Linked DNA regions of Muntiacus reevesi: region 1 is linked to region 2. Evidence: chromatin contacts called from public Hi-C data. All regions are on one chromosome and are shown on one strand. The core of a region is the stretch at or near the end of the contact, and the rest is flanking DNA. Distances in the headings are between cores, read along the strand shown.

Region 1 (6,312 bases), core at 2,437-4,936, 300 kb before region 2:
ACATGGAAGTGACTTTTGACTCATTTGTTTTTTTCAGGAGGAGACAGTTGCAGAACTGAGAACTGTTGAGAGTGAAGCTGCATCTTATCTGGACCAGATTTCTAGGTAGGGTGGCTGGGGTGTGGCCCAGGAATTGGGGGCTGGTGAGGTGGTGAACACCGTCCGGGGTCTCCTGCAGCTTTCTCCTCTTCTTTCTCCTTCCAGATATTATATTACAAGAGCCAAATTGGTTTCTAAAATAGCTAAATATCCCCATGTGGTAAGTGAAGGTTTCTTGGGCTGAGGGTGGAAGTGGTAGGACGGGGGGAGCGACTGTTCCTAGGAAGAGCCGTGTGGGTGACAGTCAGGCCTTGGGAACGACTTTTCTCTGCCCCTCATTAGGAGGACTATCGTCGCACCGTGACAGAGATCGACGAGAAAGAATATATCAGCCTTCGGCTCATCATATCAGAGCTAAGGAATCAATATGTAAGTTACCTCGGACCCTGCCCACAGTTGCTCTGGCTTCTCTTAGTTCTGGTGGCCGTCTTCCTGCCTCTCTCTAGGGATTGAGATGGGGGTTGGAGGTAAAATGAGTGGAACAAGTTCTGCCCATCAACTGAGTATTGAAAAGCCCCATGAGGTCATTGAAGGTGTCTAGGTGCTTTTTTCCTTCTTTCTACCTGGATGGGAAAGGGCGCAGTATGGTCTTGAGGTGAAGATGTGGGCGTTAGCGTCAGGCATAGATTTAGAACTAATTCTACCTGTAATATGGGGCCTTGGGCAAGTTTAACCTCAAACTGCAGTTTCTTCGGCTAACACATTAAAGGACCTAGTGTAATTCCTGGTATGTTAAGTGCTTCGTAAGTGTTATTTATTAGACTCTTGGACGCTGGGATATCCCCAGCTGTGTCGGGGGTATGAGAGATGTAGAAGGGCAGCCACCCTGCATTCAGATTTGAGTGAGATTTGGGTCATGTGAGTGAGGGTGGGGGGTTGTGGGGGTGTCTCATTTTCCTAGTGAGGTAGGGGTTGAATAGACACGTGATTCCCTGATCCTCTCCTCCTAGGTCACTCTACATGACATGATCCTGAAAAATATTGAGAAGATCAAACGACCTCGGAGCAGCAATGCAGAGACACTGTACTGAGGCCGGGGCCAGGGTCAGGGGACTCTGTGAGTCTGGCTCAAGACCGACATTGCCTTGGTTTGTTACATGACTATCGTGATGGGGAAACTGGCTGGAAATAGTAATCACACCTCTCTCTGTTTTTAGTTAGAGTCTAATGAAACTCTCATGTAGTTCTGTGACGTGTTTACCTCTTTTTTCAGGCCTCAGGAACTCTTCTATTTCCTTCCCTAACACCCCCCTGTCCTAATTTCTGGAGAATTCCAGATTTGTGTGCGCAGGATCCTGGCACAGGAATACTTGTGTTTTCTCTCCCTGGCTCCCTCCTGTGTCTTGGGCTTTGTGTTTTCTTCCTTTTGATGAGTTGGTTAGAAGCTGAGGGAACTGGAAGGAAAGTGCTCGGTGTCTTGTAGGAACTGGGCCGGGGTGGAGGGGACCAACTCCTCTCTTCCAGAAGGCAGGTTAGTGTCCCTTGCCACTGTGGGATGTTGGATCCTCCCTGCCACAGTTGCCCTGGTGATGACTGAGGGTTTCCCGTCTACATACATTGTACCTTGAACCTGATCATGACAAGAAACACCTTAGACCTTCTTCTGCCAAGCCCCTAGCTCCTTCAGGTGTTTTTGTAACTAGGATTTTCACATACACATATGTGTGTGATATATATACACACATGCAGCACACACATGCCTTGCTGCTATTACTTGATGCCCTCTCCTCCCCCCCTGCCCTGCCCACCTGTAAACCCTCTCTCTCTCGCTCTCGCTCTCTCTCTCTCTGACACACACACACACACACTCATTCACTCACTCACTCACTCTGTTTAGAAGGTGATAGGTGTCTTAGTCCTCTTCTCCCAGGACCCATTGTCTCCTGCTATTGTAGCCTCTTGGTGCCTGAGGCTGTGAGTTGGAGGGGAGCTGAGAGATGAAAAGCGGAGGGAGTGGGGAAGGCCCCTTCCTCTGGGACTCGAGTCCTTTTGGGTGTTTTTTGCAAAGGCTTGTCCTCTGACCCCTGGTTGCCTCTTCCCAGGCCAGTTGTAAATTGGGATAAGGGTGTCTGCAGCTGTGAGGCTAGATGCTGCTGCTGCTACTGGGCTTTCCCTTTGGGAAAAATGTTTTCTTATTTGTAGTATTGTGCTTCCCGGGAAAGCAGTCACTTGTGTGTATATGTGTGTGCATTCACACACAGGCATGTACACAGTGTGTGTATGTGGAAATCTGCCGAGCAAGTCAAAACCATAGAAGAGTTGCCTCTTATCTCTCAAATCTTCCAGAGATACCACTTGTTACAGCTTTTGTGTTAACCCTCATCTACCCCTACTTCTTTTATTCTGCCACTCCTGGGGAGTCTGTTGGTGGCTCTCTTTCTTTCTCTCAGTGTTTCTGACTTTTATCCTTGCCCCTTCCCTGCCCCATCTCTGTCTTCCAACCTCCAATCATATTTCCATCTGAGCGCATCATTTTGGTCCCCCATTATGTTATAGAGGAGGAGTTCGGATGCTGTCTTCCCATGAATAGTACTCAGTAACAAACCAATTGCATTTTAGTTGGGCAGTGCCCCTACCACCCTCCAGACCCCTTCCAACTAAAACCCTTCCCTCCTCCCATCCTGTGTTTCTCAGTTTCCCTTTTTGTTTGTTGGATTGTTCCAGTACCCCTCCTCCTCCCCCTACTGCCCTTGGATCGTAATGTAAAATTCTTTTACCATGTCAAGAAATTATTAAAAATACAGGTACTTTGACCTCTTTCTAAAGCTGCAGACGCTGATGCGATGCCCTGGTGGCCTGGGACACACTCACACTTAGGTGTGTGCACATTGGGACACCCACCTCCATATATACCTCCAGCCACCCTACTGGGTGTCTTTACTTCAATTGAACTGCCTCTTTTTTCTGAAATAATGAAAAGACTGAGGCTTCTGCCTACCAAGAGGCAAGAGTGGGTCCTTCATTTGTGTGCAGTCTGAATTAAATGCAAGTTGAAAGAAAGTGAAAGTCAGTCATGTCCTGCGAGGCTCCTCTGTCCATGAAATTCTCCAGGCAAGAATACTGGGTGGGTAGCTATTCCCTTCTTCAGGGGATCTTCCTGACCCAGGGATCGAACCCCAGTCCCCTGCATTGCAGGCAGGTGTCTGAGCCACCAGATAACTCTTCTCCAACCTAACTTGCCTTCTACCCTGACAATATCCCAGCTCCTTTCTTCCTTCTCCAGTAATACCCTGAACTGTCAGTAGAGGGTGCTGTAGTTCCATGTGTGGGGAATCACCTGACTCGAGGCACACCACACCCCATGGTTTTCTTTATACAATACTTCTCTCTGAATAATGTCTTAAGTTTCTTGAGGATATGCCAGGGACTCCTGGTTCCGACTTTCAAATGACTTGGAGGGCTGTTTGGGATCTTAGCTCCCTCTGAAATAAAAGTTTCCTTAACTTCCACCTTGCAGAGTAGCGTACTGATATCCATTGATCTGGGATCCATCGTCTCTACAAAAAAAAGACTTAAGGTCTTGAATGGTGGAGGAACATCTCTTCTATTCTGTTTCAGAGATCAGTACCTGTAGCTGACCGTTTTTGAATGCCTGCCCCGTGTCAAGCTCTGTGAAGCACTTTATCTGCGTGATCACATTTATTCTCCATGAATCTCTAGGGTAGTTTTATCCCTTCTTTATAGATCAGGACACTGAGTCTCATGATAAGTAAGTCCCCTGAGGTCATGCCGCTTCAGGACCTGTGATTGGGATACAAATTGACTGCTGTGGCCAGGTCTTCACCACTCGTTTCTCAACTGGCTAGATGGAAGAGGCCTGAGACTACAGACCAAGGGCTTTGCCTTAGGCATCTGGCAGAACACAGTGCTTACTGCTGAACTGGGCAGTGGATCCTGGAAATACTGGGGTGGTGCCTGCCAGAAGGTAGGAAAGTGGCCAGAGTGGTTGCATGTGGCTCATAGGACTTGATCGGGCATCTGAGATTTGCATTCTTCCTCAGACCCATGCTGGGCAGAAGGTAGAGTTTAACGTCTATACAAATGCCCTCTAATCTGCTCTAAATGATGGCGCTTGGGAGTGGGTACTGACCGTGCTGCTGGGAGGAGTTCAGGGATGGGCTGAGGCGATGCACGTGGAAGTCGTACCTTGAGCCAAACCACAGAACAGAAAATTGGAGCAGAATTACACAAATCAAGGTCAGAAATTTCCCGTCCAACCCACAGGGTGGAGTTTTCGCTATTCCTATCCATCCTCCTGAATATAAACCCTGATTTGATGTCAGTAACTGGAAGGAGCAGCTGGTGGGACTCTCCTTTCAGCTCTCAGCATTCACCATGAATCTCAAGGTAGTCCTCGTGTTCCTGGCACTGTCTGTCATCACCATCTTTGCCCTGGCCTATGTCTTGCTGACTAGCCGTGGTGGCTCCAACCTGCCTCCCCGCTGCCCCTCTGTATCCCCCCGTGCCCAGCCCTGGACACACCCTGGCCAGAGCCAGCTGTTTGCAGACCTGAGCCGTGAAGAGCTGATGGCTGTGATGAGCTTCCTGACCCACAAGCTGGGGCCAGACCTGGTGGATGCAGCCCAGGCCCGACCCTCAGACAACTGCATCTTCTCGGTAGAGCTGCAGCTGCCCCCCAAGGCGGCAGCCCTGGCCCACCTGGACAGGGGGAGCCCCCCACCTTCCCGGGAGGCACTGGCCATCGTCTTCTTTGGCGGACAACCCCAGCCCAATGTGACTGAGCTGGTGGTGGGGCCGCTGCCCCAGCCCTCCTATATGCGGGATGTGACCGTGGAGCGTCATGGGGGTCCCCTCCCGTATTACCGACGCCCCATGCTGGCAACTGAATCTGCCCAGATGTGGACGCATCTGAAAGAGGTGGAGTTCCCCAAGGCCCCAGTCTTCCTGGCTTCTGTCTTCAACTACAATGGCTCCACTTTGGCGGCTCTGCATGCCGCCCCTCGTGGCTTGCGCTCAGGGGACCGTGCTACCTGGATAGCCCTCTACCATAACATCTCAGGGGTCGGGATTTTTCTTCACCCCGTGGGGCTCGAGCTGCTGCTGGACCATAGGGCCCTGGACCCTGCCCATTGGGCTGTCCGGCAGGTTTTCTACCTCGGGCACTACTACGCAGACTTGGGTCAGTTGGAATGGGAGTTTAAGGCTGGCCGGCTGGATGTGGTTAGAGTTCCTCTACCCCTGCCAGATGGGGCCTCTTCCCTCCGCTCCCGGGTCTCCCCAGGCCCTCTCCCTCCTCTTGAGTTCTCACCTCAGGGCTCCCGGTACAGCGTCCAAGGGCACCTGGTGGAGTCTTTCCTCTGGACATTTACCTTTGGCCATGGGGCGTTCAGTGGCATGAGAATTTTTGATGTTCGGTTCAAGGGTGAGCGAGTGGCCTATGAAGTCAGTGTCCAGGAGTGTGTGTCTATCTATGGCGCCGATTCACCCAAGACCATGATGACCCGATACCTTGATAGCAGCTACGGACTTGGCCGGCACAGCCGAGGCTTGGTGCGGGGAGTAGACTGCCCCTATCAGTCTACCATGGTGGACACCCACGTGTTGGTGGGTCAAGGGGCAGTCCAGCTGCTCCCGGGGGCTGTGTGTGTATTTGAGGAGGCCCAGGGACTACCCCTCCGAAGGCACCACAATCAGCTTCAGAGTCATTTCTATGGTGGTTTGGCCGGCTCTGCCCTCGTAGTCAGGTCTGTGTCCTCTGTAGGCAACTATGACTACATTTGGGACTTTGTATTGCACCCAAATGGGGCACTCGAAGGGCGGGTCCATGCCACGGGATACATCAACACAGCTTTCCTGAGCGGGGGAGAGGAGAGCCTCCTCTTTGGGAACCGCGTGGGGGAGCGTGTGCTGGGGGCGGTGCACACACATGCCTTCCACTTCAAGCTGGACCTGGATGTGGCAGGTGAGTGCCCCGGGGCATGAGGATGGAGAGTTGGGGTGGGCCAGAGGGAAGGGAGACCCCCACATCAAGCCCAAAGAGGTAAGAGGGTGGCATTCCAGTACCACAGTTTATTGTGGCAACAGCAGGGACTGATGTGAGTGTTTTGACTGCAGTCAGCCTAGATGCTGGGCCTACTGGGTGTTTAGCAGAAGATGGGGTTCCACTGCCTGGCCCCTCTGACCTGCAATTCCATGCTGAGCTATCTGGCTGCCTTAGCCTGTGAGTAGGGAACTGGCCTTCTCAGGCTGGAT
Region 2 (6,212 bases), core at 1,868-4,367:
GATTGTCATTTTCTCCTTCCCTGGCTCTGATGGTTCATAAATTTGGCTGTAAAGCTCATTCAGCTTGGGTTCTTGTTTAGCTGAAATGTTGAGGGGCAGGAAAGCAGAAGGTAGGTTACTTATAAACCTTGTTTCTCTCTGAAAACACAACTTGCATTTTATTTCATATTATTTTCTTGATTCCAAATATGAAAAACAACTTTCATGAAGCACAAAGGAAAGGTGCAACTTTCCAGATTATTTTTTGAATAATATTCACCACTATCACCATATTAAAAAACTCAACTATATCAAAGAACCTATTTAGTTTATTAACACCTTCAACAAATGTTGACTGAGTGGCTATTATGTCCCAAATGCTGTTCTAACTACTGATGATATCAAGTAAATAAAACAAAAACCTCTGCCCAGAGTTTATATTCTGTGGTGGTTGAGAAAAAGGATAAATTATACGGAATGTCAGGTAGTAATGAGTTATGAAAAAACTAAGCATTATGGAGGAAAGGGAGATAAAGAGTATGTTGGGGGTGGGAATGTTTCAATTTCAAATTAACACTGTCTGCCTCTTTGAAGGATGGTATTTCCATCAAGATTTGTGAGCCACGCAATTACCAGGGGAAGAACATTCGTTGTAGGCAGAGGGAGCAGCAAGCAAAAAAGCTCAGACACAGGAGAATGTTTGAAGATCAGTGAAGAGGACAGAATGACCAGAGAATAAGAGGAGAGAGGGTAGTCAGTAAACTTTCTAAATTTCCCTTCTGGCTTTTCACCAAGAAATTCTGAGGTATGGTTTTTAATTTATTTTGTAGATTTATTTTAATTTATGTAATAGATTTAAGAGATACCATTGAGATCATTTAGCCTGTGGTTCATAACCTTTGTTGTACCATTGACCCCTCTCGGCAGCTGATAAAAGCTCATGAACCCCCTTCTCACAGTAATGTCTTTAAATATATAAAATACAAAATATAAAATTACATTAAGAAACTATATAGGGAAAAAAAAAAGAAGAAACTATATAGGAATATAGATAGGTCTCCAAGGGTCGTGGAGGGTAAGTTAAGAGCTCCTGAATCCACACAAGATACCTTTCTGGGGTTGAAAAAAATGTTCCACACCTTGACTGGGTTACAAAGATACATACACTTACCCAAAGACAAAGACTTGTACACTTATGTTTTCTGCATTTCACTGTAGTAAATTATAAGCCTTTAAAATTCTTGTCCCCTCCTTTTATTGTAGATAAAGAAAAACAAAGGTTCACTCATAATGTCTAAGACTGGGGAGGGGCACGATAGGATTGGCGGGGTGAGAGGTGTAAGACAGACTACAAGGATGTATTACATTGGGATGGCCAAAAAGTTTGTTTGTGTTTTTCCATACCATCCTACAGGAAAACTGAATGAAGTTTTCGGCCAAACCAATACAACACGGGGAATATAGCCGATCTTTTGTAATAACTGTAAATGGAGAGCAATCTTTAAAAATTATATAAAAAATAAAAATTGTTAAATAAATAAAGAGGTACAAAAGTCAAAGAAACTTGCTAAAGGTTTTGAGGATTTGCAATATTCTCATTTAAATATACAGGGCTAATTTCAGCCAAAAGTTCTCCCAGGACATACCCACTCACTGACATCAAGCATTCGTGATTTTATTTTCCCATTATCAATTAAGTCCATTCCAAGTGCTCAAGCTGGTTATGGAGCTGGATAAAAAGTCCAAATATCACTTAAGCTAAACCAGATTCCTGGTTCTACATTGATAGAACCAGTCAAGACAATTTGTGGACATTCAAGTGTGTGCTGAGGTGACAGAAAAAAAGGGAAAGGGAGAGCGCAAGTGGAGAAAATGGAGAAATTTCCTATATTCTTAAAGGTCTTCAGCTAAGAAAAGCAGCAACTTTAATAGCTTAACCTTAACAGACAACAATTTTTTTTCTCCTTACCATCTTAAGGTCAATTCATTTGCATAGGATATAGTGGATATACAAGAATTTCAAATTAATAAACTTTCAACTTACCATATTGGACACTCTAAGATTTTCTGCATAGCATTAAGGACATTTTGTACTTCCTCAACATGATCCACAGATAAATCCATTTCTTCCTGTTCCAATGAACTACATAAATCACTTTAAAAGGGTTATATAAACAGCAGTTTAGTTTCATTAAGTGATATTTAAGATTGGAATGCTTTAGAATCAGACCATAGAACCAATGACCAAAGCCTTATTTTTAAAAAAATTCTAAACGTTTTGTGTAATTAAGACCATTTCAATTCTGTTTGTGCCCATCTAGCCTCCAACCATTTCCTTTTGATTTTTTTCGTTCTCCAAGAAAGGGAAAGCCACAGTGGGATGATACAGTGGGGTGAGTGGTGGTACCCTCCTAATTCTTCAATCATCACAGTTGTTTTCTTTCTCGCCCTTAAAATAAAATCAACACCAACCAACGCTCCAATCCCTGTCCTTCCCCAGATTTTCCCACTGGCCTATACTCAGGATTCTCCTCAGGCACATCGGTACCAGCAGCACCTGGGCCTACGGAGGTTCCTCCCTCTACTCCCTTCTGGCCCCTTCACAGAAGCTCACAAGTATCCAGCTCTTAAGGGCTCTGCCTCGTACAAAGTCCTTTCTCCTCCTCTTCCCAGATACATTCCTGCCCCCGTTTTCCCTCAGGGTCCCTTTCTCAAATATACCAGCTCGTCTTTTTATACCATCTTGTCCCCCTCAGGACCCATCAGGATTCCCCCAAGGACACACCCTGCCCCCGCCCTTATCATCTGCAACTCCCCCAGATCCCGTGACACACAAACAGCCCCTCTCCCCACGACTTCCACAGATTCAACGTCTTAGGCTTCTCAGGTTCCACCTTCCGCCCGCCCCCCACCCGATAACATCCGTCTTGCTCGCCTTCAGGAGTCACCTCTCCCCGGCTCTCCCCACACCTGTTTACTGCCCCAGAACACCCCACGGGCCGCTCTCCCTTCCCCACGGTTCTCTCACCTTTCACCCAGAACAAGAGATCCGGGTTTCCTGGACCCAAGGCCCACTTCTCTGAAAAAGCCCCGGGACAGTCCTCGGTTCGGAGAGCTCACACCGCGCAGTCGCAGTTTCAACTAATCCGTAATTCCCGCGCTTTATTGTTGCCACGGAAACCGGCTGCTGCCGCGAGCAAGAGCCTCTCAGAACGCGAGAACCGGACACGTAACCGAAGGGCGGAGCAGAAAGTGCTGAGTCTCTCAGGGGCTCCCGATTGGTCATCCATTTTTTCCCTCTTTACGTAATTAGAAAGAGACGGAAGAGACCAAGTTCTCCCGGAGTTTTTCTAATAGGCGCCCTCCCTCTCACTTCAACGCTTCCAGTTGAGGGTTATTACGTCACAGTGATTGCCGTACTAACGTCGAGATCGCTCCCTGGATCCCGAATAGGAGCTCATGATAGTGCCTAAAACAGTCGCAGGAAGAGGCCCAGCACCCTCACCCTTTCCGCCGCAATGGGAGTTTCAAGTTTAGGTAAATAATAGGGTTGTAAGGGAAAAACTACGATATCCAGCATGCATTGCGGATCGAAAGGCCTTGGCCACAGTGTTCCTTGGAAACTGTAGTCTTATGGAGAGGAACTTCCGATACGGGAGGCAGACACGAGTCTAACGACAACTCAGCTGATAAACTGAAGAGCTCCAGAGCGCTTATGCATGTCAACAGATATGGATTGGAGTGTTATGTTTTCGTATGTCGAGAGTGGATAATAGGCTAAAGAACCTACAAGTCCTAGTAAGACTACAGTCCCCATCCAGCCCCGCGAGTCGTCCTCTAAGGTCGGTGACCTAAAGAAATGCAACGGGCGCGTTTTTTTACCTGGGAAGGGGAAATCATCCGGGGTCCCGGCCCACGGCTGCGCACTCGCAGTTCCGCCCCTTTGCCCCGTGTTTGTTATTGTTGTGAGGGTCAAGCTCCTCCTGCCCCGCCCCCGCCAACTTATTTTCGACCAATCAGTGGGGCTGTAGTTTTGAGGGACACTTGGTAAGAACCAATCATCTTGTCGAAAACTCAGATAACCTGGGGACTAGGCCCTGTCTCTGTCCGCCATGTTAGATTCACCCAGCAGGAATAGCAGCAGAGCTGGCAGCGAACGGTTCTTGCATTGGCCTCCGGCAGGCGCCCCCCGGGGGCGGGAAGCTGGTAAGGAAACAACTGCGGTTACCTAGGGGTGGTGTCACGTCTCACCGAGAGGACTTGGGGAAGTTTACGGGAGGAAGCCTCCAAAGGAGAAGGGCGACTTCTTCCGTGACTTGGACAACCGATCTTTCAGTGACCTGATGGGAGATCCGTTCGTGTTCTGAGGGGCCGAGGGGGCGGATACCACAGGAGGGACGGAGGGTCCGTGGTGCAGAACGCCTAGCTTCTGGTGAAGGACCCCAATACTCCCCAGGACAAAAAAGGCCTGGGCAAAGGAAACGAGAGAGTTCTCAGGGGGTGGTGACACACTCCTGGGGACAAGGAGTGCTAGGAAACGATAACTGGAAGACTAGGATGAAGTCTGCAAGGAAAAAAAAAAAAGATGACATTGCCCACACAGCCTCCTCACTCCCCCTCATCCCACTTTTGGGGAACCTCGTAAGGAAGTCGTCTTGTTCAGGGACCTCTGGTATTGAAAGGGCCCCGTTTTTCCTTTTTATTGAACACACAGCTTTCAGGTCACACATTTTAACTCCAGGATAGGCCTCAGGTGGAGACAGTAATCAAAGCTCAGGTTCCAGGTCAACTTCGTTAAAGGGATGTTTGAGATCCTGGTAAAATCGACTTAGAGGAAAAGCTGACTTGTGCCAGGGAAAGGTGAGCCGGAACATGAATTTGATATAATCCAGTTAATAATGAAAGCTGGAAGCCTAGGCCCCAGCTACCCGACTTAGTCGACTAATTACAGTGACAGAGGACACTAACCACAGCTTTGTCACAAGTTCAAGACAATACTCTTGCTGAAAGAATTTCACATCCAAGGCAAATAAATAGGCGACTCTTTATAAAGACCTGGCTATAGTCCAGCTAAACTAGAATCTCCCACTTCTGTTTTCACCTCCCTAGTCAGCCAGCTGGATGTGTTCCAACGTATCTAAACTTGTTTCCAGTTGTGTAATTTGAGAAAGAGGGAAGAAGGTTAGCTTCCTTTTGGATTCTCAAAAGTGTGGAAGTGTGTTTCTCAGAAGTTGAAAACTGAGAATGTGTTTTAGAAGATCGAATTTTGGCAGAGTGAATTAGTCAGTCGCCCCGATTTTTTTGCCCATGATTGTGGGGCATTGACAGGAGTTTTGTCCAAATTTTAAGGACCCCAAGAATTGCATTCTGTGTGAATGAGATACTGGATGTCAGCAGGATTGGTGCCAGAAACTATTTTGATAATGCTCTTGGCTCTAGGTAGAGACAGAGAATGGAAAAAGTTGGGAGATGTTTGTGTTTGGATTTACAAAAAAACCCCTCAAATCCCTGATTCTCAGTTCAAGGTCCTTTTTAATGACAGTCTCACAGTTGTATTGTTTCACAGGGCAGTTCATTATACTGTGGAAAACAGCACTATGTCAGGTTCTAAAGGCTGATTTATATAATAATAACTTTCATATTTAAGTACTGTTTTCAAAGAACCAGCATACACATTTTTACTTAATCCTTAAGATAGTGTTGTGAGGTTAGCAAAATGGAGATCTCAGGCTTATTTTACAGGTTCAGAAACTGAAGCTCAGAGTTTAAATGACCTGCTCACACTTATATGGCTAGTAATGTGCCAGAACTGTCTGGAATCCAGCTTTTCTAAACCACTGTGCTCGCTCCCTTCTTCGCTGTAAACTCCTGAGACTTAATCTTGGTCCTCTGCAGTGTCCGTGCCTGGAGCAGAATCTGAATCTGTAGGTGCTTAGTCAGGATTCATTGATGAATATGTTTTTAAAAAAACATGAAACATGAAAAGGCTGTTCTTTTACATTACAACTTATATTTAGATTTAAACTATTTTGTAAAGTCATAAAAAACAATCTTAACAATTTGTAAGTAAAATTCTTATCTTTGAGAGGTAAAACCCTCAATTATTTTATGGATAAAATGATGGCTGTCAAATAATCCAGTAGAACGACTTCCCTAGCAGTCCAGTGGTTGAGACTCCATGCTCCCATTGCAGGGGACAGAGGTTTGATCCCCATTTGGGGAACTAAGATCCT

The links. Hi-C and Micro-C count contacts between places; a contact is called where the count stands out from the background.
Region 1: a Hi-C map of blood shows a contact between it and region 2, with 4 times the contacts expected there. The contact joins the promoter of AOC2 here to the promoter of BRCA1 in region 2. A contact is called at or near these places in 2 of 3 Hi-C or Micro-C datasets (blood and muscle).

Annotation. Positions count from the first base shown.
Region 1 is chr18:19,634,674-19,640,985 of mMunRee1.1, reverse strand. AOC2 (amine oxidase copper containing 2) reads left to right here and starts at 3,686. Exons shown (of 4, transcript XM_065908732.1): 1 at 3,686-6,022. The coding sequence starts at 4,435. PSME3 (proteasome activator subunit 3) reads left to right here. Exons shown (of 11, transcript XM_065908735.1): 8 at 38-105; 9 at 205-259; 10 at 382-468; 11 at 1,050-2,840. The coding sequence ends at 1,130.
Region 2 is chr18:19,334,601-19,340,812 of mMunRee1.1, reverse strand. BRCA1 (BRCA1 DNA repair associated) reads right to left here and starts at 3,117. Exons shown (of 23, transcript XM_065908767.1): 1 at 3,008-3,117; 2 at 2,024-2,134. The coding sequence starts at 2,103. It overlaps NBR1 (NBR1 autophagy cargo receptor), which reads left to right and starts at 4,033. Exons shown (of 21, transcript XM_065908766.1): 1 at 4,033-4,185.